2 separate regions of the Rattus norvegicus genome follow, and region 1 is linked to region 2. A link is a contact called in public Hi-C data. All regions are on one chromosome and are shown on one strand. The core of a region is the stretch at or near the end of the contact, and the rest is flanking DNA. Distances in the headings are between cores, read along the strand shown. Region 1 overlaps Maml2 (mastermind-like transcriptional coactivator 2). Region 2 holds the start of Maml2 (mastermind-like transcriptional coactivator 2).

Evidence for each region. Hi-C and Micro-C count contacts between places; a contact is called where the count stands out from the background.
Region 1: a contact with region 2 is called in a Hi-C map of the A7r5 cell line, with 2.0 times the contacts expected there. The contact joins the enhancer-like site here to the promoter of Maml2 in region 2. A contact is called at or near these places in 4 of 12 Hi-C or Micro-C datasets (the A7r5 cell line, Schwann cells, hepatocytes and 1 more).

The regions. Positions count from the first base shown.
Region 1 is chr8:18,583,897-18,588,747 of GRCr8, forward strand. The region is part of intron 1 of Maml2 (mastermind-like transcriptional coactivator 2); the gene reads left to right. It also overlaps a transcript of Ccdc82 not described here. Among named protein-coding and RNA genes, the nearest start is that of Maml2, 34 kb to the left of the region's middle. Within about 2 kb of position 2,390, at least 60 of the 93 cell types and tissues checked have an H3K27ac peak or open chromatin away from gene starts, as enhancers often do. A contact at or near this core is called in the A7r5 cell line and Schwann cells, where this site is marked.
Region 2 is chr8:18,550,902-18,555,770 of GRCr8, forward strand. Maml2 (mastermind-like transcriptional coactivator 2) reads left to right here and starts at 1,579. Exons shown (of 5, transcript XM_008765997.4): 1 at 1,579-2,079. The coding sequence starts at 1,579. It also overlaps a transcript of Ccdc82 not described here.

The DNA.
Region 1 (4,851 bases), core at 1,140-3,639, 34 kb after region 2:
GCTTTATTTGCGTGTGTATGAATTGAGGTGTATGCCCATGAGTACAGGTACCTGTGGAAGCCGGAAGTGGGCACTGGACTGCCTGGAACTAGAGTTCTAGGTGGATGTTAGCCATTGGGCATGAGTGCTGGGAACCGAAATCTGGTCATCTGTAAGGGCAGCAGACACTTTTAACTTCCGAGCCATCTCTTCTGCCTTTGTTCTGACGTCTTCGTGTTTGGACAGAAGTACACAGAGCAGAAGCACGCAGAACATACGTGCTTCCCTGAACTGCGCACAAATGAGAATCTTTCATCTCCTAAGTGTTTGCTCCATGTCTATTATGTGTAAGGCAGCATGGTACGGATGTGATCTCTGACCTCAAAGATTTTAGGTTCTATTAAGGACCTGGAGGAAACAAAGCAAACGTACTTCAAAAATAAACCAAAATAACACAACACCAAGGCTTCCCCCATGGAGACTCCTTTCTTTAGATTTTAGCTAAATCAAGTGACTAGGTATTATTCATGGAAATGGTTTTGAGACATGTCTTCTGAGAACATTGAACACTTCTAACTCATGCCTTTGTTCATTAATTTAACATTTTTATGTCCAAAGTAGGTTTCGGTTAAAGCCTCCCGTAGTTACACTGATTGTTTAGGGGAATGATTGGATAATGGAGAATACAGTACAATCTGCTATGAGGTTGAAAAGCTGATGCCAGCACTTAGAATGATATCATACTAGTCAGCATAGGAAGCCTAAGTGAGTGTGTGCTCTTAACGTGTTCATGCCAAGTCAAGGACTCTAGCCTTGGACTCATGGGAAAATGGCAAAGCCTTCCCCTTCTAAGGCTCAGAGAAATGGCAAAGCCTTCCTTTTGTCCATGTGCAGATGTTGATGGAGTGTAGAAAATGTTCACCATAGCATTCTCCTCCAGAAATGGTCCCCTAAAGAGACTGCTCCTACTGAGATTAGCTAAGCCATCGCTTTGCTCTGCTGTATAGCCCTACCTCCCTGTTTATGTATATGTAATAACCCCGCCTCTTTTATCGGCTGTATGATAAAACTTTGACTCCTGTTCAACTGTATAAAATAAACACAGTGAGCTTTTTGGAGAGAGAAAAGGCTGTGGTTTTCCTATCAGAGACTCCAGTCACCCAAACCTTAGCTATTTCTGTGTATCTATACGTTTGTCTTTCTCCATTCTCTCGCCACCTCAGTCAGGTCCAAGTCCCTGGAGCCTTGCAAGGATATGACACAATAATTTAAATTGTCACTGAAACAGACCTTGATGGCTAGCATTTAAATACATAGAGTCTTGAGTGGCATACCAGTTGCCCATATGTCTGTTTGAAAGGCTTCCATTCCACTCCAGAATTCTGCTACGGTTTAGCAAACCCCTGGATTCTACTCCCCTCCTGGTTTAAGATATCACCTTCAATTAGTATACTATACTTTTTTTTATATCCAGTAACACCCCAACTCTCTTCAAATGGCATGCCATCAAGGCTGAGTTCAATTCTGATGTCAGGCGTTCCTACATTTTTCTACAGCACTGTATAAATGCTGAGTCTACAACTGCAAAAAGGCCAGCGTCCTCTGTGATGGTGTGGAGAGTTTTTGCCACAACTCCAGAGGGGAGACAATCAAAACTTAAAAATTACAAGAAATGTGACCTTATGCCCACCCATAAATCCCACCTACCTATGAGTCACAGTCATTTGTTTCCCTGTGCTTTGTAGATCATTGTAATGAGTGGACAGAAGTCAGATTACTGTAGGAGAGATTAGCATTGTGGGGAATTTGAGGGAAACAGACACTTTATATGAGTCGCCTCAAGGATACCAGTCAAATCTAAAAGGAGGGTATAAAGGAGATGCCACCCAGCCTGCTACTGAAGCACCTTGCCCCAGAGCAGACCTGCCATTCCTGTTGGAGACACAGCTGGCTGAAAGCGGTTCCAACTTTGCAGACTCAGGCATGTATGGGAGCTGCAGCTTTAAGATGGCTCTCCCTCAGGCTGTGCGGAGCCCCTGGGCTGGATGTGAATGGGAGTTTTGTATGAAGGTTGTGGTTGAGCCAGGGCCACTTGGTAATCCGGGCAGCGAGACCATTAATCCTTCGGAATATACTTTACACACAGCTCCTCGCTCTTCTTTCAGAGTGGAAGCATAAGGAAAACTCTCCAAGCTTATCCTGCTTTGATCTCACTTTAAGTTCAGTGCTGAGGGTGAGCGGATCCACAGCACTATGTCCTTTCATATATGGTAATTAGCCCTGTTCTCTGGGCGGCCATGGTGATATCCTGCGCTGCTGGCAAGGGGGAGCAGGAGTGGGGAGCAGAGCAATTGTTTGCTGTGTTGGTGACTGTGATGTTGCCATGGGAAAGCTCAGGACTTCAGGAGAGTTTGTGTTTTGTTGGGCGAGATGCCAAGCTTCTGTGACTTATTACAGCACCATGAGTGAGCTGAGGGAGTGCACAGAACAGATCCTATGTAGTCACAAAGCGCAGGATGGCTCTCAGACCAGGACCCGACGAAGAATGGGTGTTTGCTTTATTTAGGCTCAGCAGTTATCGGCAGATCCAGCATTTTGGTGATCTATGGGATCAGCCCTTTAGTTTTGGAGGAGAACCAAGTCAATTCCTCGTGCCCACACCCACAAAGAAGCAAAACTATGTACATATAAAGAACCCTGGTAAAGATTACAATGCTGTCAGATAACCACTCCACCCATAATTCCCACCTGATCTCCATCCGGCACATGTTCACTGGATCAACTGCTTTAGTGTGAAAAAAATTAATTGATCAAGACGGTATCTTTCAAATAGAGTCTCTAGACTGGCTCTTCTGGACTTCTGCTGATGCAGGGGAGTTGGACATTTGACCTTCTGATTTAACCCAGAACCTGATCTAACCTGATCAAGTCTGCATGCATCATCAACCATTACTGAAAGCGGGAGATTTCTTCATGTAAAAATTTCATATCTAAGTTTACATAAAAGAAAGTTTTGGAGCTTCGTGAACTGTGTTGCTCTTTCAGATAATCAAGGCCCCCCTGTAGCAGCAGTCCTCTCAGCCCTTCAGGTCCAGATCAGGACTCCACTGTGCTCTGTGCCCGTAGACATTGCCTAGAAGTTCTCTTGGAGCCCAGTCTTTTGAAGAGTTCTCATCCATTCCAGAGAATTCTTGGAGAAAGAGAGAAGTTCACAGTTGTCCTTTCTAGCCTCAAACAGATACCAGCATACTCACCCTTCCCCTTCAACACTGTGGGCCGGGGAGGGCACGGTCAATGCAAAGCTTCAAGGAAAGGGCTCCATTTTCTCCAGAATGTACTTACAAACTTACAGGATCTGAGTACACATAAAGAGAGTCATGTTTCATGCGCTAAAATACTGGGACAAGCTCTCCACGGGACCTTTAAAGTTCGTTCTGTGGGAGCAGACCTGATGCCTTGGGATCTCCTTCCGCAGGGTTTGCTGCTTTGTCGGTTCACTTGGTTGCCAGGTTGGCTATTTTCTTTCACCCAGTTTGACCTGCAAGGGACAGCTTTTGCCCAGAGACAGATGTTTTCATCTCCCTTAACTTTCAGGGATTGGATTTCCAAGTTCTGGTAATATTCAGAAGAGTTAACCAAGAAAGTTGTGGAAACTTTTTCTAACAGGCAACATGTCCCCTTCGTGGGCGAGATGACTGGCTAGCAACTTAGAGGTCACCCAGGGCCCTGGAGAAATGGCCCATCCATTGGTGGGTTACATATTTAACAGGTTTCTCTCATTTAGTAGACTTTCAAGTTTATTTTATACAGGATAAATATTGCTTGTCCTTACAAGCAATTAAAGTTCAATCGATGTTTGCCATGGAGACAGCTTATGTTTAGAGCTGTATTCAGTCCCCGCACTCATACACACACATGCATGGGCTACAGCATCATCAGTACCCTGCACCAGGCTGTCCATGTACCGGGGTTACTGAACCTGGGCTGACATGTTACCACTTCTCTACATACATGTATAATCTGTGAGGTTTTATAGCTATACAACTGTACCCTCAGTTGTGGCATTGTAGAATCTCTTCAGTACTCCAAACCCCGTGAACTCTCCCTGCCCATGCCTCTTTGCCCTCTAGCTTTTGGCAACTTCTGATATTTTCATTGTCCCCATGTTGTTTTAAAATGCAGTGGTTTTAATTTAAGAGAATTATACAAAATTGCTTCTGAATGGGTGGAAGTGGTCTTCTTTGGCCGCAGACCTCTGTTTTTGCATCAAGAAGTTGTTACAAATGGTACAACCCTATTTCCCTCTTGGTAAATGAGGATTTCTTGACTTAATAATGATATTTTGGGATGTTATTCTCAGCCCAGGGAATTGTAACTTTCAGAACTTTGGAATTTGCAAAAACTGGTTGAGTCAGTAGCTTCTTAAGTAAAAGCAAAAACAGCCTAATGTGTAACAGTGCACACAGCATTCAGTGGTTGGCTGCTTCCTTTTTTTCTCTTTGAGGATCCTTGAGCTCCTTCAGCCCAGGGAGAGCCACCTCTCACTTGCTAGGTCCACCTCAGCTCATTTGCATTTTAACTATTGCAACTCTTCCAAGCTGACCTCTCTCCTCCACCTGTCTTCCACTCTTTGGCCAGTTACATTTCTAAAATATAACTTTTTGTGTATGTCCCTGCTTAAAATCTTTCAATGGCCATCTGCCCGCAGTGGACATTCAGAGCTTCCTATGTAACCCAGAAACATGTGGATCCCAGTGTCGAGAAGACTCTAGACTTTTTCTAGAAATCTAAGTGTGATGGAAGTTAACCTGACTTCTCATTTTGAGGAGCAGGAGGGAGTGCTGAACTTCAGCATAACCAGCCCTCTCCTGA
Region 2 (4,869 bases), core at 329-2,828:
GAATTTCCCCAATCTTCCCCCCACCCCAGCACCCAGGCTGAGGCTGAGGCCAGAGCCAGCCTAGAGAGATGCTGTTCCGGAGGGTTTGCCTCTTCAGCCACTGGGAGGCCTCTGCACTCCGTTCCCCGGCGCCTGGCTGCGATTACTCACTGGAGCAGCGGCACCAGCCTTCCACCAGGGAGCCGGAGCTCCCGCCCTCCTCCCCCATCTGCAGCCTGCTGGCTCCCTCTCTCCCTCTGTCTCACTCACTCTCTCTCTCTCTCTTTCTCTCCCTCTCGTATCGCAGCACAATGAAAGCCTGTGTTTCGCCGTGAGTCCGAGGAGCGGGAGTCGGTGTCAGGAAAGCGCTCGGAAGGGACCTGAAAGAGAAAGGAAAATACAAGCGACTTTTTTTCTTCTCCCCCCCCCCCAATCTATAACGCGAAGCATTACAAGAGATAGAGCCACATTGCCTTTGGGAGTCCAGACCCTCTGAGGCACTGGCCCGGCGTGGAATGTACAAAAGTGGACAGAAAAGTGGCTGGACATGACTCGGTGCAATTTGCTGGAAGTTTGTAAGTTTGACCATCGTTTGTAAATTACTCTCGGAAGACTTTGTCTCTCTTGATACTGTGTTAGAATAGAAGTGGGGGGTGAGGAATTAAAATTAAGTGGGAAAGGGGGAAATGTGTTGAAGGAGCTCTCTCGGTAGCCAGCCACTTGAGCCTGCTTTCATTTAAGACTAAGAAACCTAAGAGGGGATCGGGATTTTTGCCGGTGATTGGATTAGCTTGAAGAAAAGAGCATGGTTCTGAAGTCCAATTACAGACGTTGTTAAGACTGAAAAGCTGTCTTCTTTGGGGAGAAGACTGCATCCTACTCTACCCCCAAGAAGGAGAAAGCACCAACACCGGAGGGAGAGAAAGGGACGGAGAAACCAACATAGTCTTCCTGGATTTCGCACAGTTTGAACATGACTTCAGAAGCCTTGGGAAACAGTCCTGTTGTTTATTTTTTAACCTGAGTAAAAGTGAAGGCTGCCGGTTCATAGCCCCCGGGAGAAATGTGTTTCTCTGCAGAAACACCCCTATAAATAATTTCCCGAAAAAGCGAGGTGAGGGGGAGCCCGGATCTCTATTAATGACTCTTCTGATTCCTTTTGCTATGTGCTTCTGCTTCTTCCTTGACAATCCCTGAATTCTTGAACGGTCCCCCAGACTTTGTGTTTACTAAGTACCTAGAGGCTCTTGTCAGCCTGGTAGGGGAGAAAAAAAAATCTACCAACTCTGTCCAACTTCTCCTGAGCTGTCAAATGCAATTAGAGTAAGTTGATCAGGGTTTGTTTCCAACTTCCTCTCTCCAATTGGTTTCTAATCTTTCTCCCCACCCTGTTGTTACTCGCTCCCCTCCCCCACACCTTCTCCACTGCCTCCCCACTCTCTGAAGACCCCTCCCCCACACCTTCTCCACTCTCTCCCCACCCTCAGAAGACCTCTATTCATGTGGCCCTGAACACTGAAACCCGCTTTGCCCGCAATAGCCAACACCAGCCTCTTGCACCTCACCACACCAGAGGCAGTAATCATTGTGTCCAACAAGATGGGGGACACAGCGCCCCCGCAGGCCCCCGCAGGAGGGTTGGGGGGGGCTTCTGGGGCGGGGCTCCTTGGAGGGGGTTCAGTCACCCCGAGAGTGCACAGTGCCATTGTGGAACGCCTGCGGGCTCGCATTGCTGTCTGCCGACAGCACCACCTGAGCTGTGAAGGACGCTATGAACGTGGTAGGGCTGAGAGCTCAGACCGAGAAAGGGAAAGCACCATGCAGCTTCTTAGCCTGGTCCAGCATGGCCAGGGGGCAAGGAAGGCTAGCAAACATGCTAAGGCTACAGCCACGACTGCCACCACCACAGCCCCTCCACCGCCCCCTACCGCCCCTCCTGTGGCCTCCCAGGCAGCAAGCACAGCCCCACCACCTCCACCAGACTATCACCATCACCATCAGCAGCACCGGCTGACCAGTAATGATAACGGTGGGATAAACCGAGAGCAGCAGCCGCCAGCTTCGACCCCGGGGGACCAGCGGAACTCAGCCCTGCTTGCGGTAAGGCACCTGGTTTTCTCCTATGATTCTGGCTGTAGTCATGTGGCCTTTTGCGAAGGTGGTGGCTGTCTTGGCCTCGTATGGACTGGATGGCCATGAAGAAGGCCAAGATAGCAGTCGCTCAAAAGCCGCTGGGTATGCGAATGTGGTTGTAAGCTCTCACTGTCAAAGCCACCAGGGCTTGCTCATTGTCATTGTCCTACACCCAAAGGGTGTTCCTCGAGAGGTAAGAGCCTGGGTTCTCCAGAGGCTCACAGTCTAGTTTGTGAAAGAAGACCTTACAGCTGGGAAACCCTTGAGAACCCTGCTGCTTTACATACTGGCTCTGATTAGGCCCAGGAAGACATTCTTTACTTGACAGGAACTTAGTTCAGATGACCTGTTCATCTTGCTCCATGCCCCTTCCCCTTCTGTGACCTTTCCCTGGAGTTAAGGGGTGTCTGTGATTGACTATTACATAGGTGTTCCCACAGTTTTAAACAAAAACATGAGGAAAATACCTCACAGACAGATACTGCAGGAAAGCTTGGGAAGAGGACTACCAGGATTCTCATAGGCTCCCACCACAGGCCCCAATTCAGTCTTTATTCTGGACCCTCCAATTAAGGCTGGGATGTCCCAGCACTTGTGGAAGAGACTGACGACTGTTTACCGTAGTTCTAGGAAGCACCTTGTCTTTAGTCCCTACTGGTAACAGCACACCAAACCCTAAAGCCTGAGTAATTTTCTGACTGGAAGTGCTTCCTCAGAGGCTCAGACAACAACCCCCACCCCCAAGCACACACGCCACACAGAGCAAAGAGCTTTGAGTCATCAGTCTTGGTCAGGTGACCCCCTGCTTGTAGTGTTCAGGCTTCCCACACACTGCTCTGCCATGAGCCTTTCAGCAGAAGTAGGAAGCCAAGCCCACAGGCTTCTCCCGCTAAGCTAAGAGGTTCTGTGACTGCTCCCGGGACAACTGCAGTCAGCCTAAGCCAAGCCTGATGAGAGACACCCGACAGATCATGGGCATGGAAGCCCCAAAACATCCAGAAAGCCCCAAGGAGGGATGGCACTAAGAAGCTCCTGAGGAGGAGAGGGCCTGTTCCAGCCGGCCCACTGCTTCTTCCTGGCTGCTCTCCCCATGTCCTTCGTCTGTGGTGATTCCCATAGTTCCCAGAGCTTTCTGTTCTTCCTCCCCAGAAGGCAAACGTTTTTCCTTGGGCCACCTAGAACTGTGACTCTGGGTCCCCCAGATCCAGATGAAACTGCTGTCTATAATTAAACTGGCCTGGGCTTTATCCTTGAATGAAACTATTCAGTTTGTATTCGTTTCTAGGCCTGTATTCCTCTCTTGCCCACCTGCTCCATCCTCACTTCTCCCTGGAATTCCCAGCTAAGGGGAAGTTTGTCTTCTGAAAGAGGGGTGCTGGGGAGAAGAAAGAGGGGGAAGAATGAGGTTTGTGTGCATGTGCGTGTCACCAGCATCTGCAGCCAAAAGTAACTAAATGCCTTGATTGTCCCCAGTAAATTTATAATCTGTCTGCAAGTCTCCCAATAATGTGGCTTTGTGTGCTTCAGAGTCTCCTGGTGAGTGCTTCTGGGGATGATTCCGAGAGCCAGGCACCCTGGCCAACCCCAGAGGGGAAGCCTGATCTGCCCTGGGTGCCAAGCCTAGAGGAGCCCACAGGGTGGACTTTTCCTGCGGCTCTCCCTCCCAGCCTCCTCATTTCCCCCAAGGCCCTCCTTGGTTTTTGCTTCTGTCCCATTGGGAGGAAAGTTGATAAAGTTCTCTTTCACTGGAGTGTTACAGGATGCAAAATGAAACCAGCTTCAGTGGTTCTTGTAACTTTACGTATGTTCGTAGCCTTGCCTGAGGTGTCAGAGAACAAAGGCATGGTGTCTGGCCTTTCTCCACTAAACAGTTTGCAGTTGCAAAAGCTGAAGGTGTTTGCTGTGCCACCCTTTCCCAGGGACTCACTTTTCTCTCTCCCTCCGACCAACCAAGTCTGAGATAGCCTCTAGCTGGAATACCCTCCCTGAGTGTAGGCATGAAGCCAGGGGTGGCGGGGGTTAGTGTACGTTAGGTGAGGAGGTGACGTCTCCGTTCTCATGCTCACCCCTAGATTAGCCTGTGTGGTATCCCAAGGGTTGCACTGACACCCTTTTGTAGTTACTGGGTCGCCCTCTGTACTTAAACTTTTCCATGTGAGGCTCTGTTTCTTCCCATGCTACTCTGCTCTGAGAGGCAAGTTCTGCCTAAAGCTACTGCTGCTGCTGTCTAGAGGGGAGAAGGACCAGACATTCAAGCGTCTCGTCCAGAGACTCTCACTTTGCTCAGACACCTCTCGTGTTGAGAGCGATGTTAATAATCTCAGAGGACCTCCGCCGAGATTGCGTGTCAGAATTCTTAATGTTATTGCATAGGCAGATTTATGTGGTCTGGCTGTGTTGAGTGTAACACTTTGCTGGCTAATGTGTATGCTATAAGTGCCTGCAAACGCCCTTTGGAGAAGGGGAAAGTATTGATCACTTAAGTTAAAATACACGTGGTGTACCCTGGTGAAGTTCTGTAACCAGCACGCGCTGTGCGGCAGTGCCTTGGGCATCGTCAGTACTGCTTCCCAAAGAAAGGTGACAGGACAGCTTCTGCTCAGAGGGATAAGCTTGTTTCTGAGGGGTGTTCTATGCAAAGAGGATATACTGTCCGGACTCTTTAATAGCCTGAGTGTGAAGAACAATGCAAGAAGAACCTCTAAGTCAGTTCTAATTCTGTCCACTTGAGAGCCTAATTCTGCTACCCTTGCTCAG